6 separate regions of the Mus musculus genome follow, and all the other regions are linked to region 6. The links are chromatin contacts, called in public promoter capture Hi-C maps. All regions are on one chromosome and are shown on one strand. The core of a region is the stretch at or near the end of the contact, and the rest is flanking DNA. Distances in the headings are between cores, read along the strand shown.

Evidence for each region. Promoter capture Hi-C pulls out the DNA fragments that hold promoters and counts their contacts.
Region 1: a promoter capture Hi-C map of the C10 cell line shows a contact between it and region 6, with 13 times the contacts expected there. The contact joins the enhancer-like site here to the promoter of Tmc3 in region 6. A contact is called at or near these places in 12 of 39 promoter capture datasets (the C10 cell line, HPC-7-derived erythroid cells, cranial neural crest and 7 more), 2 of 115 datasets of contacts at active chromatin or transcription factors (embryonic stem cells and pancreatic cancer cells) and 2 of 9 other capture datasets (embryonic trunk and macrophages).
Region 2: a promoter capture Hi-C map of 3T3-L1-derived adipocytes shows a contact between it and region 6, with 3 times the contacts expected there. The contact joins the enhancer-like site here to the promoter of Tmc3 in region 6. A contact is called at or near these places in 6 of 39 promoter capture datasets (the 3T3-L1 cell line, 3T3-L1-derived adipocytes, the C10 cell line and 3 more) and 1 of 9 other capture datasets (embryonic stem cells).
Region 3: a promoter capture Hi-C map of cranial neural crest shows a contact between it and region 6. The contact joins the enhancer-like site here to the promoter of Tmc3 in region 6. A contact is called at or near these places in 7 of 39 promoter capture datasets (the C10 cell line, cranial neural crest, embryonic stem cells and 3 more) and 1 of 115 datasets of contacts at active chromatin or transcription factors (pancreatic cancer cells).
Region 4: a contact with region 6 is called in a promoter capture Hi-C map of embryonic stem cells, with 7 times the contacts expected there. The contact joins the enhancer-like site here to the promoter of Tmc3 in region 6. A contact is called at or near these places in 9 of 39 promoter capture datasets (the 3T3-L1 cell line, cranial neural crest, embryonic stem cells and 6 more) and 1 of 115 datasets of contacts at active chromatin or transcription factors (embryonic stem cells).
Region 5: a promoter capture Hi-C map of liver shows a contact between it and region 6, with 5 times the contacts expected there. The contact joins the enhancer-like site here to the promoter of Tmc3 in region 6. A contact is called at or near these places in 10 of 39 promoter capture datasets (the C10 cell line, the HPC-7 cell line, cranial neural crest and 5 more), 1 of 115 datasets of contacts at active chromatin or transcription factors (embryonic stem cells) and 2 of 9 other capture datasets (adipose tissue and macrophages).

What each region holds. Positions count from the first base shown.
Region 1 is chr7:82,721,529-82,724,228 of GRCm38.p6, reverse strand. The region is part of intron 15 of Efl1 (elongation factor like GTPase 1); the gene reads right to left. Among named protein-coding and RNA genes, the nearest start is that of 4933406J10Rik, 33 kb to the left of the region's middle. Within about 2 kb of position 1,323, at least 23 of the 459 cell types and tissues checked have an H3K27ac peak or open chromatin away from gene starts, as enhancers often do.
Region 2 is chr7:84,271,254-84,273,953 of GRCm38.p6, reverse strand. The region is part of intron 12 of Arnt2 (aryl hydrocarbon receptor nuclear translocator 2); the gene reads left to right. Among named protein-coding and RNA genes, the nearest start is that of Gm26708, 40 kb to the right of the region's middle. Within about 2 kb of position 1,388, at least 80 of the 459 cell types and tissues checked have an H3K27ac peak or open chromatin away from gene starts, as enhancers often do.
Region 3 is chr7:82,742,321-82,745,020 of GRCm38.p6, reverse strand. All of the region lies in intron 15 of Efl1 (elongation factor like GTPase 1), which reads right to left. It overlaps 4933406J10Rik (RIKEN cDNA 4933406J10 gene), which reads left to right. Exons shown (of 4, transcript NR_046004.1): 3 at 288-547; 4 at 1,238-1,675. Among named protein-coding and RNA genes, the nearest start is that of 4933406J10Rik, 12 kb to the left of the region's middle. Within about 2 kb of position 1,345, at least 38 of the 459 cell types and tissues checked have an H3K27ac peak or open chromatin away from gene starts, as enhancers often do.
Region 4 is chr7:82,697,734-82,700,433 of GRCm38.p6, reverse strand. Efl1 (elongation factor like GTPase 1) reads right to left here. Exons shown (of 20, transcript NM_175317.3): 15 at 2,417-2,555. Among named protein-coding and RNA genes, the nearest start is that of Efl1, 50 kb to the right of the region's middle. Within about 2 kb of position 1,268, at least 9 of the 459 cell types and tissues checked have an H3K27ac peak or open chromatin away from gene starts, as enhancers often do.
Region 5 is chr7:82,772,028-82,774,864 of GRCm38.p6, reverse strand. Efl1 (elongation factor like GTPase 1) reads right to left here. Exons shown (of 20, transcript NM_175317.3): 19 at 2,224-2,408. Among named protein-coding and RNA genes, the nearest start is that of 4933406J10Rik, 18 kb to the right of the region's middle. Within about 2 kb of position 1,509, at least 46 of the 459 cell types and tissues checked have an H3K27ac peak or open chromatin away from gene starts, as enhancers often do.
Region 6 is chr7:83,583,466-83,586,374 of GRCm38.p6, reverse strand. It overlaps Tmc3 (transmembrane channel-like gene family 3), which reads right to left and starts at 1,444. Exons shown (of 23, transcript NM_177695.4): 1 at 1,195-1,444; 2 at 1-89. The coding sequence starts at 1,283.

The DNA.
Region 1 (2,700 bases), core at 74-2,573, 860 kb after region 6:
AATAAATGAAGATAAGCACTCGGGCAGGCTGAGCAGTAGCAATATATCTGGAGCTGTTCACAGTGCGAGTTATGGTTCTCTAGAGGAGGGGAGGGAAGGGGAGGGGAGGGGAGGGCCTTTCTTTCTTGCCTTTCCCTGTCTCCTCTCACTCTCTCCTTTCCTATGCATCCTAGACAAGGCTCTATCATACAGCTCTAGCTCTAGGTCTATCCATTAATTGTTCTTCTTCTTTTTTTAACCTCTCTGGCAAAAGCTACAATACACAAGAATATGAGTAGAAAACTGAAAAAGTAATTCAAAGTACTTAATAAAAGCTGAGTATCTTCAACACACATTAAAAAAAAAAAGAAGCTTTTTATCAGTAAATGAGAACAGTAAAAGAATACAGGCCATGTTGGGTATGACGGTACACTGAGTTCCATCTAGTGTGGCCTAGTCTATAGAGTGAGTTCCGGATCAGTCAGAGCTACACAGTGAGATGCTGTCTTCAAGAAAAACACTCACCTTCAACACATCTGCTGTGTGTTAGTTCCAGTGTATTTTGTAGTTGGAACTTCAGCCTTCACGGTTTTTCTTTTTTAGAGGGCAGCTGTACTTTCATTTCCAAGGGAAACAGTTCCTATCTGCCTCAGTAGCAATGCACAGGCTCCCCCTCACAGTTCTGGAGCACATCTGTATCTGGAAGCTTTGTTATGTGCAATTCTTACTTATTTCCCACTTAAAAATTCCTCTAGGCTCTCTCCTTCCTACTTTTAACTAACAGCCAGCTAAAAAACAAAGGGTCAGAGGTCAAAGGGCAACAGGGGAAAGGTCATTGAAACACCACCATCATGTTTTAGCACAAAGTACTCGACTCTAGGAAAGCCCAGCTCTGCTGTCTCCTCATGCACATTGTGCAAGCACAGGGGTGTGCGTGCGTTCACTGTGCAAGGAGGGCACAACAAATACCCAGGGCTGAAACCCCTCTCACCAAGCAAATTGCTTCCAGATTCCGTGTGCTCTTGTGTCATGGAGTTTTGCTACAGTCAGAAGCAGCCACCTATGTCTGATCTAGTTAGGTATTTAATGCCTTTGTTTTTAATACAATGTAATGACTTTAATATAATTTTACAGTAATCTCAGCACTCAGAAGGCTGAGGAAGTTACACTTGTCTAAGTTTAGGCCAGCCTGGGCCTGAGACAGACTGTGTTTCTGGGGGAAAAAAATTAAATAAATGTGCATAATTTAGTCTTTAAAAATAGCCAAGTTTAACAACTGGCTGGCAAAATTTGTGAAACTTAACAACTGGCTCTTGAGAACTGACAGCTCCCCCTGTTTTGTCCTACAGGGCCAATCAGATTTTCCAGAGCTGAGCTTGTGGCTCCAGCTATTTGAGGGCTGCAGTCTGTGGCTTGGTTTTTCTCCCATTTTGGCATCCGTTTCTGATCTACAATCTTTACAGTCCTTGCCTCCTGTCTCATGGCGGAGACAAGCTCTCTTCAGTGGTCTCCTGAATGCTTCACGGTGCTGGGCAGCCATATCATTTCTCGGTAACACGTACTGAGAAGTGTACCACATGGGGGGCGGGGGGAAGGGTCTGTTATCACCTCAGAGGGAACTTAGAGACCTCCTGACAGGGCTGAGAGGACACAAGCCTGAGGACACAGAAGTGTCACAACACTGCACATTGTTCCATAGCTTGCTTCTAACTAGGGAGGTGTACATGCTAACATGAAGATTATGAGTACAGGACTGGCGTAAGCCACTTCTCTTCAAGAATGCAGACAACAGAGTGCGCTTATAAGCACACTGGGCTCCATACTAGCATTACCACACCCGTGAGAGCTGGGTTGTACTTGAATTGTGATGGCTACCATATCTGTAGGATGAGCAACTTGTCAGCTCCATTACAGTCCTGTGGGAATCACATCTTCATGAGAGAAGTGCCTTACGAGGCTGTGACTATAATCTCAGCTAGGGAGCAGCTCCGAAGGAGGATTCTGAGTCTCCTTCTCTAAAATCTCAGCCTGAAGGTTAATTTCTTGATCTTTGCTGTTTAAAGTCCTTGAACTCTGAATAGAACAATCATGTCCTTTGAAGCTTTTTGTAGGCAGCAAGCGTTGCTGGTCTCAGAGCACGGTGCAAGTTTCTTACTTCATCCATCATATGAAGGATGCCAGCAGAGGAGAGTGGGCACAGTGACTGCGGCCCAGTAGCTGGCTCTCTTCTTGATCCTCAGCTATCCACTGTGATTCTGATGGATGCAATGTCCTCCTACACTGACTGAATAATCTCTCCCCAAGCCTTCTTTCACTTCACACCAGTCTGGTTTACATGAGCCTCCTTGCTTTAGCTGATGAAGTTGGCTCTCTTCTGAACTTTAACTGTCTGTGCTAGTTTTATGAGTGGTGAGGAGTTTGTGACTGGTGCTATACAACTGTGCAAGTTTTTATATCCCACCAAAAAAGGAGGGAAGGCTTTACATTTCTTATAAGAATCTGTAGATTCTTTGCCACTTATCAGATGATCTTGTACCACTGAATGGTATAAATACTAAAGAGTTGTCAAGCAGAACCAGGAGACTTTTACTCTTGTTCCAAACAGTGTTTCCCTTCACATTTTCAGTAGCATAAGCAACAGTATCAGTAGGCCTATCTATTTTACATGTATGCATACATTATTCTCACATATACATACATAGTACATATGTATAATATGTT
Region 2 (2,700 bases), core at 139-2,638, 690 kb before region 6:
CAAAGACATGCCCATGAGTGACACACCCATATCTGATGCTAGGTCTGATGAAAATAAGGAAGATTGGGAAATGAGAGTAGAGCCAGATGCACGGGGCTAGGTAGGCCCTGGCTGCTGCTGTGTTCAAGGTATAGAGGGTGCTGAGCAGGCTTCTCAGGTGCCAGGCTCTTGCCAGAAGAAGACAATGCTAGCTAGCCTAACCTTCTTAGCACCTGTGCAAACCAGATCTCTACCCCTAGGCTTATCTCTCCCAATATGGCCTCACACCTGCCAATTCAGGCTGCCTAGCCAAGAAGTCACGGAAATAGAAAAACAAGCCAACTATTCAGAGTCCTGGACACTATTCTGGAATCTTCCCCCTTTGGATCCTAGGGAAAACTACTTCCTCTCTGGATCCTGCCTCCTTCTCTGCCCCTATCCCTCTTTGTTCCTTCTCAGTATGTGGTTGTGTACACAGGCCTGTGCTCAGCAAGGGCTCTGAGGCCGCTGGATTCCTGTGAGTGAGGCTGTTCTTGAGGGTGTAACTTAAGCTTCACTGTCAACCTTCCTAAATCTCCCTGTCACTAACTCCTCCCTATTGATGAACTACTTCTATAGCACGTCCAAGCCACCCTATCTACAGTAACAGTGCCCTGGCTGGGCACCCAGCAGCTTTGTAGATTTGGATGGGCAGAGCTGACTGAGGAGCCTTGTTGCGGATGGTTGGGGGCTTTTAAATCTTTCACCGTTGTTCTTTTCCAGTCTTCATTTACCTTCTGCCATCAGAGTCACATGTCTGGTCACAGCTAATGAAGCTGATGTCCCCTGTCCACCATGACTGGACATGGCCTAGGCCAGGCAAGATGCTTGCATTACTGTTCTTGCTTTAAGAGGGGACCCAGTCCCAGAAGCCCAAGGCTTGAGCTTCAAAACCATGAAAGCATGGGTAGAAGTAGGCAGGTGACAGTGGACAGATACAGAGGAAGAAGAAGACAAGACAGGACCCCCCCCCCAGAGCCTAGGGAACACCCCCAGGAGGCAGCCCTGACAAGGGGGAGGCATAGAAGCAAAGTCACCCTCCTCTGCAAGCCAGCCAGGCTGACTGGGTTGGCTTTCTGAAAGCCAGACAGTGATGAGACAGAAAAGCATTTTGTTCAGAGGTGGGCTATTCTGCTGTCTCAGGTCAGTCGTTCTCAGCATCTCCTGGAAGTTGTGTGAATCAGAAAGCCCCTGGGGCACCTGCAGCAGCGGCAGTAGCAACACATGTCAGTTTTCTAAACCAGGTGTTCAGTGGCAAGGATGAAAAGCTTGCTCTGGACGGTAGAGGGCGGTGCTGACCAAGCATGTGAGCAGACAAGAGCATTCTTGAGTTTTGTCAGCTAGGCCAGCAGTAGGCCAGCTAGTTAGGAAAGCTCCTCCCATGCCCTGTGCTTGGGGGGAGGAGTGAGGAGTTGCTTGCTCGGTAGCCTTCAGCTAAGAGCATCCAAAAGCAACTTCCTGAAGGAGTTAAGCAAGCATTGGGTGTTTAGCATTTGTGCTAAACTGCTGAAAAGGCTCTTTGTCACCTCTGACTTCTTCCTGTTCCTTCCACACAGATGGAAGCCCAGAAAAACAGACTGATGCAACACACAGGGTGCACTTCACTGAGGAGGTCAGGTCTTGGTGTTTGGGATTTGATACTCTGAGAAACCAGTCATGTCCGTCTTTCCACATTCGCCCATCCTAGCTCCTGGACATTCACTTCCCATCTCTCTTCTGGAGAGTGACATGCAATTATCCTTAGGCCAAGCCTCTGCTATTAAAATAGCACTAGTCTGAGGTTGTCTCGGGTTCTCATGACACAAGCTCCTGATGTGTGCATACAGCCATAGCTACATGTGTGCACTCATATGTATGTGCATGGAGGGCTAAAGATGCATGTGTCCCTGTGATGGTAGGTGTATGTGTGCATACATGTATGCACGTGTACATGCATACACATATGTGTGAGTACAAACATGGATTCTTAAAGCCCAACTGGTCAATGATCACATATACCCCATGGTCGTTAGTAGGAGTTACCTGCTTGATAGTAGGTGGAAAGTGAAGAGAAGGGGTGGATGCAAAAGGAGGCAGAAGGTTGTACAGCCAGGAGGCAGCAGCCTTCAGTGAGGGCTGGACACAAAGAAACCATTCTGTTCTGTCTTTTTGAGAGCCAGGCAGCAACTTCCAGTCAAGATGAGACGAGACCCCTCCAATGACGGGCTCCAAACCCAGGGAGCCTCTTAGTCCTTTCTTTTCCTGCCCCTCAGAGGAGAACCAGAACTGAAGGTTATGCCCAGAACTCTAGCACGCTTCCCCCTCTGCCCCGGTGGAGGTCCTGGTGTAATGTGACTTAAACAGTTAATAACTAATGCTTGAAATTAATACACCAACAGTTACTTTTTAACCAGCTATTACCCAAATAAAGAACACAGAGACCTTTAGAATGATAATAAGCCTTAAAGCACCGGAGCTGGGCAGATATCAACCCTCTAAGCTATTTTGTCTGTTCATGCCTTGAATCCCAATATATTGCTTGCCATATGCTTCATTTGCACTGTTCTTGCTTCATCGGGCTAGCCCTCATAGCCACATGCTCATGGTCCATATTAGCCCATGGTAAGACTTCCTTCTTCCTCCTCTCCTTGGTCTCCCTTATAGTCCCTACCTGAGACCCCCCCCCCCCCCGCCCCAAGCTCA
Region 3 (2,700 bases), core at 96-2,595, 840 kb after region 6:
AATCAACAGACTGTCAGCTTCTTGATGTTAGGGTTGGCCCCAGAGAAAATCATAATGTCATTTTTTCCTCTTCTCATAGGAACAACTAAACTAAAAATAGGTTTTAAGCAGGTTATATTAAGAACTGGAAGCCCTTTCCTCAGAAGAGACTAATGAAAAAAACTAACACCTTAAAGAATTATACATTTTTAATGTTGTTGTATTTAAGAATGGGGAGCAAATTACCTATTGAGGTAAGAGAGTTAAAACCATATCACCTAACGTCTCAATTTATGTCCACAACGCAGTCAAGAGGTTTGGCTGATACAAACAGGCCCGAGAGATGAGGACTGAAACAAGAAGCACACAGAGCGGTCAGCACCCGAGAGCTGCCTAGTACACGGCAAAGGCAGGACGAGAAGAAAGCAGCCTTCCCGTTGTCTCAGTGCTCCGCCAGGACAAAGCAGCCCAGCAAAGCGGGAAGTACATCTGCCAGTGAGACACTTGGGGCGGTGCTTTCTGCTCGATCAGAAATAGCTGTGGACAACTAGACAGCTGGTTGTGCAAGGTGAGGGAGGGGATTCTGGACCGAGTCATAACAGAGAGAAGCTCTAGTCCTAACAGTCCCCAAGGCTCAGAGCAGTGTGATGTGGGAGAGCGCCTGGCTCAAGGTCCTGCAGACAGGTGAGCACAGGGCTGACCCTCACAGCACGGACTCTGCTCTCTAATGTGAAGGCTTTGAGCACGGTAGACTACAGCTTAGGATTAGGGACCCAGGTGGAGCTAGCTGTTCCGTGGTAACTTCACGGCATGGACTCTAGTCTCCCGTGTGCAGGCTGTGGATGGGCAGACTAGCTGGATTGGGACTGAGGCGGGGCTGTCCCTGTGGTGGTTTGTTAGAGGCTGTTAAGCAGAAAGGAAAAAACAAGGTTGAAATTCAGATTCTGCTGTGGGCAGGCAAGGGGAGCATCACCAATCCAAGCTCTTCTTGAGGTGTGTGATTTCTTATTACTATTTATTTATATTATTCATTGTGTAATGAACATTTGGATCTACCTTTTTTTCCCCCTCTAAATATTTTTTCTATAATTTGTTTTTGAAGTTTTCATATTTGGTGTCTAAGTTTTAAAGTTTGGAAAGTTGTGTTTAAAGAACTGACTCGTAAATGATAGGAGTTTGAAGGGCAGGGCTCCACAACAGGCACTGCATAATGGTTCTCCAAGGGCTGAATGAACGTGAGCACTTCCTGTCCCCACAGAGCTTAAGAACGACAGAACAAATGCAGAGAAACAAGGAATTACAGTATACTGTGACCAGTGTTATAGCAGGGCAAGCTCATTCTGCTTACAGAAAAGAGAATTCAAAAGGTTCCAGGCTTCCTTGAGAAACTGAAACAGAGGGCTAAGGAGACAGCCATGCAGAGCGCGTGGGAGGCGTGCCGGAGAGCTGAAACGGTGCCATTGTAGACCCAAGGGAGAGCACAAGGCCCTCACTGACGGACGGACGGACCCAGTGCGGAGCCGAAAACAGGACTGAAGAGACATTTCACCCTGCGTTCCCCTTCTCTGGGATCTTGCAAATGCTCTCAGTTCTTTTCTCTAGTCCACATGTGTGCTTGTTATGTTTGATGTGGAATCAGGGGATTTGAAACTAATTACAGCTCTAACCTTGTGCAATAAATGAAGCAGTGATAATTAGAAAGGTCACAGCAGCAGCTGTTGTGCTAATAGACATGTTCATTAGATTTTGAACTTATATTTGGTGTATGAAATGAACTGTATAAATCAATCACATGTATACACTAAAGAATGAGCTACAAAGAATAACATATTTGTATTCACAACCCCATCCTTTTATGGGCTCTGTACCTTGTCCCACTGACCTAGCTTACATTGTACAGGTTATACATTGCAGATAAGTCTTCAAAATGAGTTTCAAATGGAACAATTTAAATAAATGGAGACATGTACAAAGGTCAGCACAAGAAGCATAAAATGCTTAGAGTAGATTAAAATAATGCTGTTCATTTGTCTAAAGACAAAACTTAAGGCTAGAAGGGAAGAAGCAGGGAGGGAAAGAGAGAGGAGGGGAAGGGAGGAGAGAAGAGAGGAGGGAAAAGGAGGAAGGAGAAGAGACATAGGGCTGTTTGAGACAGGAAAGCATACTCCGACTCCTTCTGTCTTGAAAACCCAAATATTTCTGACAGGAAAGAGGAAATGAGTTCCTTCTGGATAAAATGGCAACTCCATCTCAGGTTCAAAAACGAACCTGACCAAAATAATCAAAGAAACAGAAAGCCAGGGAAAAGCTGAATGAATAGGTGGAACCAGAGAAGGGCGCCTCCAACTGTGAGCTGCTTCTGTTCACGAGGCTCAGATTAAAGAGGACTAGGAAGGGTCAGCTCATGACCCTTTCCATGAGAAAGTGGCACAGCTCTGGGGACACAGAAGTATAGCTGCGATGGTTAGATAGATGCAAGATCAGTGGGAACGAATAAGAGCCAGACAGAGACCAACAAGTACAGCATGTGGATCATAAGTCCAAGGTGGCAGACAGGAGGGCCCATTCAGCAAGCAGCAGTGAGGCTATTAGCTGATGAAACAGAAAAAAACAAAAAACAAAACAAAAGCAAAAAACCAAAACCCCCCAACAAGATGGAACACTTAAATCCCAAAGATTCTATGACTGACTCATAAGCCTCACTATACTGTAAAACCACTC
Region 4 (2,700 bases), core at 19-2,518, 890 kb after region 6:
GGAAAACAAGTAGAGCTGTTCTGTTTCTACTACAAGAAACAGAATTGTCAGTAATGTTAGTAACTGTGGCAGTTAGTTCTAATCATCTGAAAATCTTTAGGCCCAGCAAGGTTGCATGCCTGGCTAGAAGCCAATCTAACTAGTTTGTGGGACTATGGGCAGAATCGTGGTGCCTTTGTTCTTGCTGGTTACCCAGGGACCTCAGTGATATTTGGAAACAATTACTGTCTGCCTCAATTTAGAGGGAAAATCAAAGAGGCTAGCCTGGCTTTAATTCCTCCAGCGTTACACTCATAGACCCTTTGGGGGATGATAGGTGAAGAAACATAACTTTAACAAAGGGGACTCAGGAATTGTTAGGCAACAAGAGATGAGGGGTGGGGATGGTTTGGCTGGCCCTGTAAGTCCAACCTCTGAAAACCATTCATAGCCCAAATATCCCTACACTCAATCCTGGCCTCCCTTGTAGTTACCAGGGCATATGACAGATTAAAGAAACAAGACTACATACACATGTCACCAGCAAGGTCCTTTTATACACAAATAAAAAAATAAACCTTGCTAGCAGGCTGGATGGTCGATCTGTTTAAGTGGCTCTCGAAATGTCTTGGAGGTTTAATAAAGCATACCCTGGGCTGAATTTCCAGAGACTCTCACATCATGAGGGTTCTGACCCAATGACCAGTTCACTATTGGGAAGTAGAATTCTGGAAGGTGGGGCCTGGTTGGAGATGGGCCCCTATGGTAGTGACCATGGAGTTCTACCTTCCTGTCGTGACTTATGCTTCTTCCCATCTGTAAGGCACTCTGCTCTACTCTCAGGCTGCCCTAACTTCACACCGCATGCTCCTGCCACCATGATGCTCTGTCTCACCACAGAACCAGAGCCAAATAGTCAAGGACTGTGGACTGAGATCTAAGCAGCTAAATACAACCCTAAGGCATACAGGGATATACCTGGCATTCCCACTCCATGTATTCTGCCTTAAAGTAACGTGTCCCTTCGGCAGAATCATACATAGGTAAATGACAAACAATGTTAACTCACTTTTACCCGCCTTCCACCTCCACAAGCTTTAGAAGAGGGAGGTATATGTCTATTTTCCTCATGAAGACATGAAATGTTCTACCTCAGAGTAGTTCTTCCCATAGCAGAGGGCAGAACCATGGCTCCCTTGAGAGATGGATGAAAAAGAGATGGTTTCAGACCTTCTAAGGACATGTAACCACAGACTTGGACAGTATCTAGAAACCCAGAAGAAAACCACAAACCACTGCCTGCCATGCTCCTACCAGCTGTACTGGAGAAGACAACACACCGAGCCTTAGGCAAGGCAGCCTCAAAAAGGTCGCCCATGCTGTCCACACCACAGAGCGGCTTTCTTTCCCTGGACATATGCTGAGCAACTCTAGGTTACAGGGCCATTTAAGACACAAAGGGGTCCAAGCCATAGTAACCCCAAGGAGGGCGTAGGAGCAGAGACAGGGTGTTCCCGTACTCCTGCAGTTCTAATGAAGTTGGCTATGGCTACTCACAAAGCCAGATCAATCGCCAGCTAAATCAGAAGTTTAGTGGCATTTTCCAAAGAAATAGAAACAAAATAGGGAATAGGGAAGGTAGGAATTCTACTAATTCCATGTCAAAATAATTATAAACTTTAAAAATATATCTCAGCAGAAGCATGACAAAATGTTTTGGCAAATTTCTTGGATCAGGGCCCACAAAATTCAGGCAAACCAGTAGCTATTCTAGACCAATATTCTTTATTTAATGAGACTTTTTCATCTAAGCAGTTATTGAATGAACAGCTTTACAGCTGACAAGGATGCCATGGCTCAGAACTGAAAGACACAATGGGACAGAGCACTCCATGTCCCGGTTCTGATGAAGAACTTGTCTCAAGAGCAGCACTAAGGGGCAGGAATCAGGCAAGGGAAAAGGCACAACATTGACAGGACAATTAGTATCTATCAATTACTGTTAGAGAAGCAATTCTCAATAGGAAGAAGCATTTGGGGTGGGATGAGGAGAAAAGAAATAAGTTTAAACAGTCCTTCATGTCAAAACAGTTTCCAAAAATTAGAATCAAACCTGTAGAACAAGAAGCATTTGGTCACCTACACTGACTTTATATGAGTAAGCTTTTTTTTTTTTTTTTTTGCTTCTAAACAAATGGAACCCCCACTTAAGATAGGCGTCACAGTTTACTTAAACAGCACCTACAGGTTTGAACTAGATCTCCATGTTACTGACTCACAAGGTGGTGACTCAATTATACTAAGTTAAAGACTCCAGAAAAAAAAAATAACTATGAAAAAAGGCAGGTCATTCTCTTTAAAAATGTCACTAAGCACCCCACGCCATGTTGGACAGCCTTTAAGGCTGGAGTGAGCAGAGTACCCAGCAGCGCCCTACCCAGCACGTTTCCTGGGGGGACTTCTTCCAGATCTTCCAGCTCCCTTCCCATCAGAAGGTACAGGTTCTCCAGAGTACAGCACGCCATGTGGGGCACAGGAGGGAGGTCCTCTAGTGGAGCTGAGAAGCCTAGTGGAACCTGCCAGGGAAAACAATGGAAACCATGAGGTAAGACACTATAGCGCCCTCTAGTGAGGAAGCAGGCGAGGCACTGCAGCACCCTCAAAGGTTTACTGAGCAGCAAGACACTGTGCAGTGACCTCTGCCTCTTCCCTAAATGCTCG
Region 5 (2,837 bases), core at 260-2,759, 810 kb after region 6:
TGCATGGCCATGAATGTGTACATGGAAGCCAGAGGAAGCTGCCTGGTGTCTTCACTAGGCTGGCTGGTCAGTGAGCCACAAATTGCCTGTCTTATCCTCCCAGTGCCGGGACTGTAGACATCTGCAGCCATACTTGCTTTTTCACATGGGTGCTAGCGATCTGAACTCAAGTTCTCATGTTTGCAGAGCCATGTTTTCACCCCCTGAGCCTTCTTTCTAGACCCATTCATACAAATTTAAAGAGACTCAATAAAATAAGTTTCAAAGGAAGACTCAGTATATATTTTTTTTCTGGTCAGGCCTGGTGGTGTAAACATATAACCTTATTAGCTGAGGAGGGAAGGCGGAAGGGTCGGGGATCCAAAACCAGCTGTGGCTGCATAGCCAACCTGAGAAACTTATTCATACCTTGGTCCTTTCATGAGCTTTTAAAATGAAAATAAAATATATGATAGATTGCTCATCCAATGACAATGACAGTGTAACAGCTCTGAAGGCTTACTTAAGGCTCTGTTTATAGAAAGTCCCAGGCCTTATGTACCCAATACCCTCTGTTAGATCAGAGACACTATAACCCACTTTCCTGTGCCAGTGTTGACCAAGGCCAGCCTTGTGAGCTGGATGACTGTCATCTATGATGTCAGAAGGCTGAGTTCTGACAGCTGCGCTCAGCAAGGGCAGCACCACTGAGACCGGGGCAGCACCTCTCAAGGTCACTACCCAGAAGCAGAATCGTCTCACTCAGTCACAGACAGTGTCTAGGTGCACAGCCCAGTCACCACATACCGGCCACTAGGACCCCAGGACCCCAGCAGAGCTCCTGCCCTCCAGGCACTGCCACTTAAAATCTACTTCTTTCTTTTACTGCTTCGTGTTTGATGTAAGAAACCAAACCCAAGCTCAAAGGCTAGAATTTTGGATAAACAGGAAATGGTTAACTATAAGCTGAAGGTTAACAGTGCCCTAGATGTTTTCGACACAATGAGAAACAAAGATGAAGGCTACTTGGTAAAAAGGCAATGAAGGAACTCATCAGAACATCATTTAGCATTCAAAAGTGTAAAAGTCAAGAGAAATCTTGAGTGACTGTAAAACATGCTAACTAAAGAGATGCAGCTAAGTGTGAGCACTGTTTGGTTCTATCAAGCATCATGGACTGGACTTTCATGGGGAAAGCAGACACCCAGCGCTCTGGGCTGGAAACTGCATACACCTATCCAGGTGACAGGGACTACTGAATTAAAGCAGATGTGCCTGTTCAAAGTCTTACTTCTTACTTTGCTGATCACAGTTTAAAGAGAAAGGTCTGCCTCAATTATTTCCATTTTTCACTAATCGTGTAAATGTAAGCTCTGTGTTTAAAGAATTCTAGAGAAAGAACGCCATCAAGCTGCAGGAAGTGAGAGAAGTGCAGACATAGAAAGGAGCCCTGGCCAGCAGCAAAGCCTACAACACAGGGCTCGAGGTGGTGGCTCCACATAAATTATCCCAGAAGTGAAGTCTCTGCACTGTCCCAGTAAGCAGCAGAGACAGCACGTAACCACCAGCCCAGCAGACAGTAACACTCCCAGGCTACACTCTATCGCGGAAGGAGGGAGCTAGAATTACCGAGGTTTCCTACAAACAAGAAAGCACTGCTGTTTTGAGACAGCCTCTCTTGGGCTTTAGGCTTTTCCTTCCTCAGTTTTCCTGGCCGAGTGTTCTCGCTGCTAGTTAATGGCTAAGTCTCCTTTAAGGAAGGCCTACCCCATGCCTCCCACACACTCAGAACACGGTACTAACAACACCCTTCTCTTCCCTGCAGTGCACCTACTGAGTGTCCTTTTGTGACTGCACAAAAATTTGCTGTGTGCTTGACTCCATGCTGTGGTCAAGGAAAGGCTGTGGTGAGCAGGAGCTTATAAAGACAAACTGCAGATCTCCCTTCAAGAGTTCTCCCCTTGATGCTGGAAGAATCTCTCCCCATCCTCCTACCCCCAAGGGAAAAGCGTTCGAGTTTCACATTCAAAAGTGCTGTCATTTTTCTTTAACTTAACGTATGTCTGCAGCAAGAGAAGAATGGACTAAATGCCCTGTAACTCCGATTTACGTTATAGACAGAGTGCTCGTTGGGTTGGTGCTGTGAGCTGGCTTTCACAGGCCCCTTGCCTGGGCCCCATGCCAGTAACAGCCAGCTTCACGTAGCCTCTGCCTGGCTCTCGGGAAGGTGGGGCTGCATCTCACCTCCCAGTGGCTGAACACCAGCTGTGGGCTGGCCAGTCCGCTGGTCCTCTTCCTGATCTCATCCGCAAAGCCAAAGCTTTCCGCTACAGGCAGCACAGCCTTGATGATGAACATGTCCGTCCCTTCCTTCATCTCTTCCTGAAGCACTCGACCTTCTCGCTTTGACAGCACGGCATAGACTCGGCCTACAAAACCAAAACTCCTTAAGTTCACCCACCGATCACAACTTGACCCAAAGCCACAACAATTTGCATGCTTAGTAATGATACCATGAATATTTAACTGCTAATTAAAAGGACAAAATTAGAAAAAAATGCATATAAAAGATAACAAGAGTCCAAAATGTGCCCCCCAGTGACAACCCCCACCATGCAGTGTGAGAGGTATGGCCTCTGGAATTACAAGCAGAATTATCTCTGGGCATGAAATCCAATGAGAAAAGTGTGACTGGATTCCTATAACTATTTAAATGCTTCAGTCACTATTTTTAATACGATGACCAAAATGGTGTTAAGAGACCATTTGAGCTCAGAAACCAAGCAATTGACAATGAATGGCATTTTTTTTATTTTTTATTTTTTTTTTATTTGGGAGGTTGACAGACACAGACCCGG
Region 6 (2,909 bases), core at 195-2,694:
GATCTTTCTGAAACTGTATATTCTGGAAGATTTGTTCCGGATCACTGCTGTCTCCCGTTTCATCAGCATTAAAGCTGTCATCGGAGTTACTGGGTGGAAAAGGGGAATCATGGAGGAAATCTGATTACAGAATTGCTTTCAGCAAAGGGCATCTTTCTTGTGTAACTTCTGCATCTCACTGTCCCAGGGTCATCTGTAGTGTGTGTGTGTGTGTGTGTGTGTGTTTGTGTCCATAGACTGACAGAATTTGGTAATGTCAGCAGTCCTTAGAAACTCATTTGTAGATTCTATTACTTCAGTGGTCAGTGAAAAGGAATAAGTTCTCATGGCAAACGACAGCAAAGGAGAGAGGAGAAGAGGAATTCCCACATTTGATTCCATTTTTGAGGAACAGTAGTTTTGAGAAGGGACACAATGTCATCTATAGGCTCACTGAGGTGAGGAGCAAAGCTTGGAGACACAATTCCTCTTTCTCCCACTCTAAAGGTAAAAGAAACAAACATGTGGCCTGTGTTGCCTGGAGATGCCTCTCTGTTGTGTTCATTTTAAACACAAGATAAGAGGTGAGGCAGGCAGTGGTTTTTACAAACAACAACAACAACAACAACAACAACAAAATGCGTTAAATGACTGCATTGGGCAAACTCCTTAGGGCATAGCTACTGTGTAGAACAATTTTTCAACATTTAACAGGGACTTTCTTCCATAGTAATTCTAAATATGTAACTCAATATTTTTTTAAGGAGATGAGTAACCTATGGCTTTTGCAAAAGAACACATTTCCTCTCATTTTGATCAGGAAGTCTTTTATTTCCTCAAAGGAAAATTTCTCTAGAGTTAGAGGAGGTTTCAGTATTTAACAGAAAATCTTCCCGAAACACACCTAAGACGTTCAGTTCTCATCCCCGCCCACATCCCCGTGCTCAGAAGCGTTTTCCAGCAGACACCTGATTTATCAGAGGCAGCAGATGGCTTGTCTGCTCTCTTCCGACGCTAGCAATTGAGGAAGCAGGGAGAAGCAGATGAAGCCCATGTGTGGAATTGGCAGGCAACAAAATAAGTGCAGGATACAGGCTTTGGAGCTGGGAGCTTGCAACTGTCTTCCTCTCTGAGCATTGCTGTGGTCGCCACCCCAGTTCCTCATGACCCCAGAGAAGTAAGTTTCTGCACTGGAGAACCCAGCAAGGCACTCACCCAAGAAGCAGGGAGTCCTGGTAGAGATAACACTGGCTGGCGTTTCTCCGAATGCTTCTGTAGCGCTGGGATGCCTTTGAGGTTTTCATGAGGCCTGGTCTGTAGCCAATGGTCCCTAGGGATAGCCAGGGAATTGGAAAGCCTTGATTTTGCAGGCAGGGTTCTGTTCCAAATGAGCTGTCTGAAAGAGGCCTGCAGAGTTGACCTGCTCTCCTCCTTCAGAAACAGGAGCAAATGTCTGCCTGCATCTGGTGCTCAGGGCAGAAAAACCAGGAGGGCAGCCAGGGTCATACATATGTAACAGTGAGGTGGGTGTGTTCACATTGATTGGCTAAGATCGGGACAGTTGGAGGCGTGGCCCAGTAGCCTAGGGCTGTCTTGGTTCTTCCTAAAGTCCATCAGTAATCTCTTGTGCCCAGACAGGGCTCAAAGACTTGCAAACTCCTCTACATCTGACTACAGCTGGCAGTTGCTAAACACTTTAGGAGCATAGGAGGCAGGGTGTGGTGGGTCTCTCCAGAAGAGACTTAGAGACAGCAAGTGCACTGCCTATCCAGGCACAGACAATAGCACTCTATTCTTTTCTCCCTCTACATCTTTTTGATTTTGTACTTTGAAAGATGTCAAGCTTACAGAAATGTTGACATCACAGTACCATGAACCTCTGGCTACTTTCAAGCATTAACCATTTACATGTTGCCACAGTTGTCTCAGTACCACCCATGTTTTCCCTGCTACCTACCTACCTGCTACCTAACAAATGCTTAGAAACCAGTAAACTCTAGAAATAATGATGTTTCAACCTTCAAGACTTCCATGTTCTAGTAACAAAAAACGGGATTACTTTAGTTCTAGTCTTACATGTATTAAGTATGGACATATCAGTATGCATAATGACCCATAAAGCTGAGTTTGAGAAAAATTAAGATTTTTATTTATTTCATATTATTTTATTTTCATCTCAGGGCTGGAGAAATGTCCCATAAATTAAAAGAATTTGCTACTCTTGCAGAGGACCTAAGTTCAGCCCACTAACCACCTCTAACTCAAGCTCCAGGGAACCTCTTCTATCCTCTATACATGGTTCTCGTTTCTCTCTCTCTCTCTCTCTCTCTCTCTCTCTCTCTCTCTCTCTCTCTCTCTCTCTCTCTCTCTCTCTCTCAGAAATGCTTAGAAAACAAGACTCTGGAAATCCATGTATGTTGGAGGTCAAAAAATGTATAGCTTTAGAAAATGTGGCATCTTGCCCATACAAAGGCCAAATGGGGCCCATTCCCTTATCGCCTGCATGTTTCCTTTGTTAGCTGTACACTGGCTTTTTAGCCAAACATCTTATCCCCGGCCAAGGCCTTTGGTGCACTTGGGAATTACAAACCTGTTTGCTAGTGAACACCCAGAGCCCTGGCTGCTTGCAGGGAGTTAACACACTTGTGTGTAGCTGAGCAGGCTAATGCAGTGCTAGAAAGCATGGCTCAGCTCTGCTGAACACTCTGTCTTGCCCACATTAAGAACTCTACATGAGCAGAGGTCAGGGCAGTGCCCCAGACAACAGAGCAGAAGGAAGGCACAGACAACCACAAAGTGTGGGAATGGGAGAGGGTCTCATTCATTTGTTCATTTATTTTTCATTTATTTTTCTTTTAATTTATTATAGCAATAACTCCTTCTATTGGCCACAAGTAAAAACTGGTGAGAGGCAAAAGAGAACTCTTAAT